2 separate regions of the Pelodiscus sinensis genome follow, and region 2 is linked to region 1. A link is a contact called in public Hi-C data. All regions are on one chromosome and are shown on one strand. The core of a region is the stretch at or near the end of the contact, and the rest is flanking DNA. Distances in the headings are between cores, read along the strand shown. Region 1 holds the start of LOC102452109 (magnesium transporter NIPA2-like). Region 2 holds the start of TYW2 (tRNA wybutosine-synthesizing protein 2).

Region 1 (5,190 bases), core at 406-2,905:
GGGGGTCCAGACCCAAAAGGGGAGGTAAGATCACCTTTTTCTTTGATTTCAGAGTTGGGCAGCTGCAGAGTGCTGGCTGCTGGTCAGGCACCCAGCGCTCAAGGCAGCAACACCGAAAGCAGCAGTGCGGAAGTAAGGATGGCATGCTTATAGATACGGTTACTTAGCAGGGATCTGCCATGGTGCTGCAGGTGCTACGTTCGGTAGCAAAAGTGTGGGAGGAAGGGAGGTTGTCACAATCTAAAATATTTTCAGAAAAAGTTTGGGAACCTCTGTGTTAATGGATACTACAGAGGATAGGGGATTCAGATTTTGCTTCTCAGGAGACAGTGGTACCAATAGTGTCTCAGTAACAATCATAAACCTGAGCGCAACCCAAGAATGCGCAAGCATCTGGAACTGACTTTGCAGCTCCTGCTTGACCAAGTCGCTGGCTGAAACTCCTAAAGGCCAAGTGCAACTGAGCCCCAAGTGCTGCTCTCCGCATCCTGCCCAACAAGCCCCAATCCCCACATGTTGAATGCTGAGCCTGGGGTGTCACAGGGACTGGGGGGACCACAGGCAACGCTGCACATTAAGGATGTAATAGTGTAGTTAATTAACAGATTAACTGTTAAGCAAAAGCTTGTAGGTTAATGCCATAGACTATATGCATTTCTCCTTCTCCCCAAGTAAATTTTTTAGCAGGCTGTCAGCAACCTGGCTCAGTCTTGGATTGTGATGGGCCAGGACCTACCCCTACTGTGGCTCTACATTTAAAGTGTATTAGAAGCTAGGCTGTCAGGCAGCCCAGTTCAATTCTGGCTTATGCCGGGTCCAGGAGCACAGACACGCCCCCCCGGACAGGGGCTGCTGCCACCCTACACTGCTGCCTCTGTATAAGAGGCAGCAGCATGGGGCAACTGGCAGCTGGTTCACAAGGGGGAGCTGATTTTTAAACTGGCTCCCCTCACAGACCAGCTGTTGCCTGGCACCCGGTAAGTGGGGCCAGAGGGCACTGGCTGCTGGCCCCAGGTACCATAGCATAGTCGACTAACCGACAGGGGCGGCCCGTCCGTACAGGCGAACTAGGAGGTTGCCTAGGGCACTAAGCTAAATGGGGCGCCAAATGGTGGCGCAATATCATTGAGGGGTTTGGAGGGGGGGGGGGGGTTACTGCAGGGCTCGCCCAGGGCGCCAGTTGCTGGCAGCTCGTCTAGGGCTAAGAATTCATGAGGTCACTCAACTAGCCCGTCAACCGATATTTAACCTCCCTGCTGCGTCACACGCCGACGGGCCCGCCTGCTGCCAGAGCGCCCCGCCCCCCGCGGCCCAGCGCCCCCCGCCCCCCCGCGGCCCAGCACCCCCCGCCCCAGGCTCGGGAGGGGGCAGGGCTGTAAAATCTCTTTGAATCGCGGGGCGGGCCGGGGTTCCCCGGTAGCGGGGGGGGGGGGGTTGCCCGGTTAACCGCTGCCGCGCCCCCTGCCCGCAGCCCCGCGGGGGGGGGCACAGAGCCCTGCCCCTCCCGCAGAGACGTCACCGCCCCCTACCTGCAGTCGGTCCCGGCACCACTTCCGGCCCGTCCGCCAAACCCTCCCTCCGGAACCAGCCCGCGGGGCGAGACACCTGGCGGCCCCCTTACTTCCGCTTCCGGTTCACCACCCTCACCCTTCCGCGGGGTCCGCGCGACGAGCCGGCCGGCCTTCGCGTCTGCCCCTGTTGCCAGGGCGACCGCTCGGGGCCCGGTGAGTAGCGGGGAGCCTCAGCCAAGCCCCCCCCCCCCCCCCGCCGCCCTGCGGCAGCCCCGGCCCTGGAGCCAGCGGGCCCCGCTCGGTGCCGCCCCCACGACCCCTCGCTGCAAACAGCCTTGTGGGGGCTGCTGGGGGGCGGGCGCTGCTGGCGCCCCTCTCGCCTCTGCAATGAGCCGCCGCGTCACGGGCAGGCGCTGGCTCCGTTCCCGCCCCCCGGCCCGTTGGGATGCCCCGAGTGTGTTACACTGACGTGTCTTTTCTTTCCCGCTTTCGGCACTGAGATGTGGCTATTGGCGCAGGTATTTGTAAGCATTTGTGGGAAGCAAGAAGAGGCGAGATGACATCGACAAGTAATGAATTTGTTTCCTTATGTCTCTCTGGTGCTGGGTCTCTCTCTCCTTCCTGTGTGGGGGAAACGATTCTCCAGAGTCCTAAAGCCGCTGTGTCCCCGGGCCTCCTTGAAAGGATCCGCAGGAGAACAAGTTATTGGGGCGGAAATCAAATCTGCAGAACAAACAACACACACGCCGTGTGTAGATGAGGAACCAAGGACAATTTTCAGACCGCTATGGCTAGGGAGCCACCTGTTCCCATTGTCAAGCACTCCTGATATTAAAACACTTGGGCTCTGTCTACACTCGCGGCTTCTTGCACAAGTACAGCCGTTCTCGCGCAAGAATCTGCAGAGCGTCCACACTGCCCGCCCGCTCTTGCGCAAGTATGGCTTGGTAAGAGGGGGCTCCTTGCGCAAGAGCTACACTCTTTTTTGACAGGTGTAAGCCCTCTTGTGCAGGAGCTCTTGTGCAAGAGGGCTTTGTGGACGCTCAGCAGGGATTCCTTGTGCAAGAAAGCCCTATGGCTAAAATGGCCATCAGAGCTTTCTTGCGCAAGAAAGCATCCACACTTCCATGGGCGCTCTTGCGCAAAAGCACAGCTTGCACATGGCAGTGTGGGCATTTTCTTGTGCAAGAGTTCTTGCACAAGAACACTTGCGCAAGATGCCGCGAGTGTAGACATAGCCATAGAGTTTCTGATGTGGAGTGCAGGTTTCCTGTGCTGTATTAGATGCACAGTGCTGTTCCGGTTACCTGTTCCCTGGCCTTTTGCTTGGAATGCCCTTCTTGCAGAGACATTTTGAGTATAATGAAAATAAATATCTCTGTAGTGCACTTGGTAAATCTAATGGAACAGAATCAACTGTATATTTTTCTCCTTACAAGTCCTCCATTGCCTCTTAGGCTACGTCTACATTGGCAAGATTTTGCACACTTTTAACGCAAGAGTTTTTGCGTTAAAGTATTTGCGTAAGAGAGCATCTACACAGGCATGTGCTTTTGCGCAAAAGCATCCGTGCCAGTGTAGACGCTCTCTTGCGCAAGAAAGCTCCGATGGCCATTTTAGCCATCGGGCTTTCTTGCACAAGAAATTGATGTTGCTTGTCTACACTGGCTTCTTGCACAAGAACAGTTGCACAAGAGGGCTTATTCCTGAGCAGGAGCATCATAGTTCTTGCGCAAGAAGCACTGATTTCACACATTAGAACGTCAGTGTTCTTGCTCAAGAACTCCCCGCCAGTGTAGACAGACAGCATGTTTTTGCGCAAAAGCGGGTGTTTTTGCGCAAAATCATGCCAATGTAGACACAGCCTTACTGTAGATATTATCTTACCATTATAATGGCATCTTTTAGCAAGTAAAAGTGGGGAGGATGCCTGTTTATGTAGCAGTTGGGGCTGAATATTGTTATAGGAGCTAAGCACTGTAAGTACTATCATTCTAGGGGAGCAACATCAGATATGGAACTGATGTAGAAACATCCACTCACTTCCCATTTGTTCTAGGAATGGTAAAATGTTTCATGTTAATGTTTAATGTACACTAAAGCTGCTCTCATGAAAACAGAATTTTGATCATCTAAGTTTTAGGAGCAGAATCTTATTTGACTAGCCAATTAGCCCATCATAAAACAGGATTTTAATGTCTTCTCTCCTGAGCTCTCTTGCTCTGTGTGTGTGTGCGTGTCTCTCTCTCTCTCCTCCTACTGCCCCCCCCCCAGCTCTCCTCCACCTCCTGCCTTTCTTTCTCTCTTTCTCTCTCTTCTCCCCCTCCTGCCTCTCACTCTCCCTTTCTCTTCTCCTCCGTCTCTCCCTGCCCCCCTTCCCTTTCCCTCCCGCCATGGCACTTGGCTGAGTGCTGCCTGCTCAGCGGGGCTGCCACGAGGGAGGGGGCGGGGCGGTGACGTACATGGCCAGGGGGCGGGGCCGTGTGCGTCACCGCCCTTCCTTCCCCTCCCACCCTGGGGGAGCCCAAGGGGCACAGCACTCATCTGAGTGCCATAGCGGGAGGGGAAGGGAGCGGTGACATACACGGCCCCGCCCCCTGGCTGTGTACGTCACCACCCTCTCCCCATCCTCCCTATGGCATCCCGGCTGAGGAGCGCACCGCTCAGCACCACGGCGGAAGGAGGAAGGGGAGACGGTGACGTACACATCCTCCCCCACCCAGCCGTGTACATCACCGCCCGGTCCCCTTCCTGTCCCACCGGTGCTCAGCTGAGTGGCGCAGCGTCAGCACCACTCAGCTGGGTCGCGGCCGGGGAGCAAGCGGCTGTTTGCGGTCCAGCTACGGCCAGTGGCTGCACCCCCCGCCCTCCCCTCGCCAGGTCTGCTTCCCTCCCGCCTCGTCCCATCCAACCCCATGGCCCTCGATCCCCCCCCCCCCAGCTCTGCTTCCTGCCCCCTCTTCCTGCCAGCCTGCCCCACAGCCCCCCGGACACCCCCTTCCTCCCCCCCACACCCCCTTCCTCCCCCCCACCAGTGCTGCTTCCCTCCCCGCTTCCTCCAGGCCCCCCCATCCTCCCCTCCAGCCCCACAGCCCCCAATCCCCTCCAGCTCAGCTTCCCGCCACCCTTCCGGCCAGCTCTGCCCCCCTTCCCCTCCCTGCAAGGCGCCCCGCCCCCCCTTCCCCTCACTCTGTGGCGCGCTGTGCCACTCAGGTGAGCGGCGCTCCTGCCGGACCCCAGCAGGGGAGCAAGCGGCGGCAAGCAGCCCTTTGGAGTCTGTGCTCTGCACGCGTGGGGAGCGCAGACCCCAAACGGCTGCTTGCTGCTGCTTGCTTCCCTGCCCAGGCCCAGCTGAGCAGCGCAGCACTGGGCCGAACCACCACAGAGGGAGGGGAAGGGAGGCCGGGCGCTGAGGTACACAGCCAGGGGTGGGGCCATGTACATCAGCATTACACGCTCACAGACAATGGGCTACTACATATATGAGAGCACTTTTTAACATCCCACCTTTAAATTCTAAGTGTTAGCCTAACTCTGTTCCTAGTGAGGTAACAGGACTTTACTACTAATGTCAGTAGGAGCAGGTAAGCTAATATTGAGTGCGTTGGAAAATTCCAGCCTAAATAATTTCAGAAATGAGTCCCCCACAGTCATAGAAACTGCTCTTGCTGTCTTGAGC
Region 2 (5,686 bases), core at 3,171-5,670, 280 kb after region 1:
CACGGTGTTGTGAGTGAGGAGCTGCTGCTGCCTGGTGCCTCATGGAATGGGGGTGGAGTTATTGCACAGCAAGGCCACGGTTGCGAGTTCGTGACGTGGTTCCAGCCTTTTTGTTCCCACTCACCTTCATCTGCTTCATCAGCTCAAACATCTGCTCAGGTGGCAGGCTGGCAACTGCCCTGCTGATGGACTCAGGGGCGTCTTCAGGGTTGATAGGGTCTCCATAGGGTGACTCTATGATGGGGGCACCTGTGCCCAAGCCTGGCAGCGACAGAGGGGGGAAGACAAAGAGAAAAGATTAAATACACAAGAGTCCTGGGAGCCCTACGCTGCTGGGTCTCGGTCTCAATTCACATCACAGAAGCCGCCAGCACAATTGCTGGTGTTTTCCCACACTGACTCCTTTGGCCAAAAGGCCGACGCCGCCAGGCTATTGGGCTCACAGCTGCTTCTTCACAGGCAGAACGGAGGGAAACGTACTTTTGAAATAGATTCAGGAGTTCCACAGAACTACAGAACTTGAAGGGACCTTGTTAGGTCATCAAGTCTAATTCCCTGCATTCATGGCAGGACCACGCACCATCTAGACCATCCCTGACAGGTGTCTGTCTAACCTGCTCTTCAATATCTCCAGGGATGGAGATTCCACAACCTCCCTAAGCAATTTACCCCAGTGTTTAACCACCCTGACAGACAGTTAGAACGTTTTCCCTACTGTCCAACCTAAACCTCCCTTGCTGCAATTTAAGCCCATTGCTTCTTTACATATCCTCAGAGGTTAAAGAGAGAATAATTTTTCTCCCTCCTATTTGTAACAACCTTTTAGATACTTGAAAGATGTTATTGTGTCCCCTCTCAGTCTTCTCTTCTCCCACACCAAACAATCCCAGTTCTTTCAGTCTTCCCTCATAGCTCATGTTTTCAAGGCCTTTAATCATGTGTTGCTCTTCTCTGGACCTTCTCCAGTTTTTCCACATTTTTCCTGAAATGTGGTGCACAGAACTGGACACAATACTTTAGTTGAGGGATAGTTAAAGACTAGTCAACTATCCGATAAGCAAATGCAAATGCTGATCGGATAGTCAGTCGACTAGTCAATCCCCCCGCCACACATATACACACCCCTCCTATCAGCCTCTGATAAACAGAGGATAAGGACACCATTCCTACCCATCCTGGCTAATAAATATTGATCAACCTAACCTCCGTGAATCTATCTAGCTCTTTTTTGATCCCTGTTAAAGTCCTAGTCTTCTCAACATTCTCTGGCAAGGGGTTCCAGAGGTTGACTGTACACTGCATGAAGAAAAATCTTCCTTTTGTTTTTTTTTAAACCAGCTACCTATTAATTGCATTCGGTGACCCCTAGTTCTTATGTTATGGGAACAAGTAATCAATTTTCCTTATTCGCTTTCTCCATACCTGTCATAATTTTATAGACCTCTATTATATCCCCCCCAATCTCCTCTTTTCTAAGCTGAAAAGTCCAAGTCTTTTTAATCTCCCTTCATATGGCACCTGTTCCAAACCCCTCATCATTTTTGTTGCCTTTCTCTGAGTCTTTTCCAATGCCAATATATCTTTTTAGAGATGAGGTGACCACATCTGTTCACAGTATTCAAGATGTGGGCGTACCATGGATTTATATAGAGGCAATAAGATATTGTCTCTTATTCTCTATCCTTTTCTTATCCCTCCTACTTGCTAACTTACCTGGAGCACATCAGTTATTGGTGAGCTTCTCACTGTGAACCTCATCACATTACGGGAAGCACACTAGATTTTATGCCTCACTTAGCAGATTTCTGTTTCACGTTTGAGAGGTTGGTTTAGGTCATTCGTTACGGTAGCACTGACCCCCCTTGACTCAAGGTTCAGACTCACTCTTCAGCTCCTCCTTGTTCTTCTCGCTGGCTGCATTGTCCACACGCAACGCCCTCCCGCTGAACTCGCGCCCATTCAGGTTCCGCATGGCACTGAGCGCCGTCTCCTGGTCTTGGTACTCACAAAAGCCATATCCCTTCGGTTTGCCTGTCTCCCTGTCATACACCAACCTGGATGGCGGAACCAAAAGAATCAAAGCCATTAGGCATAGTACATGGGCAGAATATTACATGATACCAAAGCATTTTCCAGACTGGTAACACCATCTTCCCCCACCCTCCATGCAGTCCCCAACAGGATGAAGGACCATTTTGTTCAAAACTTGTGCCTGCCAAGTATACCCGAGACCTGTCTGCTTGTGGCTGGTGTGCTGATAAATGCCAAATCAGTGACTGCTGAGACCAGGCCTGCTTATAGGAGATGCCCAAAAGAGAAACAGTTCTCACCTGAAACTGACAACAGGGCCCACCTCTGAGAAAATGTCCTTTAGCTGCTCCTCTGTGGCTTCATATGGGATATTCCCCACTATGGGAGAGGGGAGCAGTGTATCAGTACAGACCTCGAATACCAGGAAATAACATAGACATGAACTTCTCTCCACGGGAAAATAGGAAAAACAGAAGGGAACCAAGGGATGGCAAACCACAGGGATGGCTGCATTCTGGCATGCTACTGCAGGACTGCAGACTTTTGTGTATGTGCCATTGCTCCAAATGCTCGTGTTGGAGCAGTATCATGTTACCAGTACAGAATCCACTCCGGGGCACGTTTTAGGGCTCTGGTAATGAGACTCAATCCAGATTCAGGTCAGAAGGAAAGTGGGCAGTTATAATGCAGTCAATGTTTCTTAGAACAATGGTACCCTATTTTGGGTATGATACCACTATTTATGTTTCAGGAGTCTGTGGACTGTTCCACCAGACTTTCCTCCTCCTCCAGAATGCTTACGTTGCCTGTCTCCCTTTCAACTGTGCCACCTTAACCCACCATGGAGCATAAAATGCTTCTGAGAGATGGGGTATGCCTTCACGACTCACTGGCTCAACGGGCAGTGATCGATCCCATGTGTGTGTGTGTGGGGGGGGGGGGGTGTCAATTTACTGGATGTGATAAAGCAATCACTCACTGAGCAGTCTCCTGTTAACTTGGATATTCCACTAAAAAGAGTAAAAGGAGTTGATAGGAAAGCATAACCACTGAAGATCCTGGGAGATCTAAGTATGTTGACTTCAGCTACATTATTCACACAGCTGAAGTTACGCAACTTAGATTGATGGCCTGGGGTAGTGTAGAATAGGCCTAGGCCTAGGAGCAGTCCAAGATCTAAAGTGAGATTTTAAAGTGTGTATAAGCCATGGGAGATAGCAGGCATTGGTCCAAACAGGAAGAGTTTAGGAAAAGTTTAGGAGTCTTCATGTGAGAATGGGCCAATACTGGTTAACAAACCTTCTTTCTTCCCACTTTTACTACCAGTATCAATTAGTGCAGGTCACAGGTACGTACAATATAGGAACTACTGTGAGCCTGGGACACCTTCCTAACCCTTTACAGGCGGGTTGGCAGGTCTCGTTTCATGTTTTTTCTGTCATTCTTTTCCTATTGGTTTCAGTGAAAATATTGGTGGAAAATTTGGTTTAATCAGGGTTGGCGATTCCTTATCTCCATTTCCACCTGCCTGAGGAGCATGCAAGGCCCATGCTGAGGAAGGTGAAGGAGACAGTACTAACATTTTCACACAGCACCCCACGGTGTCTCACTATTCAGGGCCCAACTGAAAGGCCACTGATGTCTATGGACTTTGGCCCTTAATCAGTGCAGAATAGTCAAAAATTGTGTGTATCCTTTTCCACTCCATTCATCATATCAACGAGCAAAGAACGTGAACACAGAAAGGCTCTGAGAAGGATGTCATGGCAGAGGCTACATCCCCTGTGAGTAGAGGGGAGAGAGGAGGTCACGGTCCCATCAGTTCCACTATCACTGGCTAGTACCTGATGCTTCCAAAGGAGGCAACAGCGGGCTCCACTGCACACCCCTGGGGAGGCACGGGGGGGGGGGGGAATCCTACGGGTACCTACCCTGTGACGTGAGCCAACGTATCCAGCCCCTTTCCAAACCCGCCTGCAATGTGACTGACACCCAGAGCAGCAAGGGGGGTCTCTGGGAAGGGTCCCTGATGCCGGGAAGGAAGGGGCGGGGGGGGGGGGGGTCGCCACACTCCGAAGAGCGGGGGCCTCTGTCCAGGGAAAGCCCGGGGGGGGGGGGAGGGTCTGGCCGGCGAGGGGAGCAGCAGGGAAGGGGGGGGCTGGGCACCGGGGAAGAGCCAGGGCGGGAGGCAGGTCCCGGGCGCGGGGGCGGGAGATCCCCCGGGAGCTAGGGAGGAACCGGGCCGGGGGGGGGCCCAGCGCTGCCCTGCCCCCCCCGTGACGTAGCTGGGTCCCCCCCGGCTCCTCCTCACCGAACACGGAGCGCAGCGAGCGATCCACCGCGGGGTCCCGCACCGCCAGCCCCGCCATCCTTCACCCGCCGCCGGGGCCGCGCTTCCGGCCCCCCAGCCCGCCCCTTCCGGCCCCCTCGGGATCCGGCTGGAAACACGCGCCGCCACTTCCGTTCCGCCCGAGCCCGGCCGCTCGCTGGCTGGCGGCGGCGGGAGGCAGCTCCCCGCCCACAGCCAAGATGGCGGCGGCGGGCGCAGGATGGCAACTGCCACTCGGCTCCGGTGGGGGGCACGCACCCCGCGCGTCTAGTTCCGCGCACGCCAGGGCCTCGTGGCTTCCCTCGCGCGGCAGGGAGCCGGGGGGGGGGGGGTGACTGCATCAGCAGCATCCTTCTCGGGGGGGGGGGAGGTGAGAGGCCGGGGCGTGTGGCTGGGGGGGTCGCCTCGTGGGGGAGGGGTGCGTGGTGTGGCTGGGGGGGTCTCCTCGTGGGGGAGGGGTGCGTGGTGTGGCTGGGGGGGGTCTCCTCGTGGGGGAGGGGTGCGTGGTGTGGCTGGGGGGGGTCGCCTCGTGGGGGAGGGGTGCGTGAGGGTGGGGTGTGGCTGGGGGGGGTCGCCTCGTGGGGGTGGGGGGAGGGGATGCACGGGGGTGGGGGCTGCAGGTGTGAGGGAGCGGGAAGGGGTGGGGGGGAGGGGGGATGCCTGTTACGCCCTGCGGTGACTGGGGCAGAGGGTGACCAGTTCCCGGCGTGCCCGCCTGTGCCTAGCCCTGGCGCTGCCGCGCTCAGCAATGCGCCTCCAGGGGCGCCTCCCCTCCTGGGATTCTGCTCCGTGTCCGGGGGTCCCGAGCACTTCGGGGGCCCTGAAGCATCCGTGCTCCTGTTTGCCCTTCGAGCACAGTCACACTCCAGGTAGAACTTACAGAACAAGGACTGGTCCTGCAGCACCTTAGAGTCTGACCAAAAATGGAGGTAGTGTCCAGCATGAGCTGCCGTGGGCACAACCTGCTTCTTCAGCACGCCGAGGTGTCAGCCTCGCTGCAAGGCCCACCCTTCCGCCCAAGTCTTTGGGTGCTGCTGAGAGACGTTCAGGCTGCATCCAGCTGGAATTGCCAACCGCAGATTGAATAGCTTCCCTTACTGCCAAGCCAGACGACTGAGCGATGATTTCTTCTCTTTCAGGATCTGTCAAGATGGATGCAAAGAATGTGAATTCTGGTCCCGTCTTTGCGCTTGTTACCAAGTCACAGTTTGCCCAGCGGTTCAGGTGCAGTGCAGAGACGCAGAGGGAGGGGAGGAAAGCTGTGAGACATTGTTTTACCTGTATTGAGCTGAACGCATGGTCATGAACATGTGTTCCACTCAGAAC

What was found. A called contact is a pair of places that touch in the nucleus more often than the background predicts.
Region 2: a contact with region 1 is called in a Hi-C map of an unstated tissue, with 7 times the contacts expected there. The contact joins the promoter of TYW2 here to the promoter of LOC102452109 in region 1. A contact is called at or near these places in 2 of 5 Hi-C or Micro-C datasets (blood and an unstated tissue).

The regions. Positions count from the first base shown.
Region 1 is chr13:4,679,631-4,684,820 of ASM4963464v1, forward strand. It overlaps LOC102452109 (magnesium transporter NIPA2-like), which reads right to left and starts at 1,656. Exons shown (of 6, transcript XM_075896727.1): 1 at 1,530-1,656. TAF7L (TATA-box binding protein associated factor 7 like) reads left to right here and starts at 1,592. Exons shown (of 12, transcript XM_075896724.1): 1 at 1,592-1,724.
Region 2 is chr13:4,954,907-4,960,592 of ASM4963464v1, forward strand. It overlaps TYW2 (tRNA wybutosine-synthesizing protein 2), which reads left to right and starts at 4,421. Exons shown (of 8, transcript XM_075896744.1): 1 at 4,421-4,603; 2 at 5,500-5,584. The coding sequence starts at 4,561. CSTF2 (cleavage stimulation factor subunit 2) reads right to left here and starts at 4,501. Exons shown (of 13, transcript XM_075896738.1): 1 at 4,343-4,501; 2 at 2,331-2,409; 3 at 1,885-2,054; 4 at 125-261. The coding sequence starts at 4,400.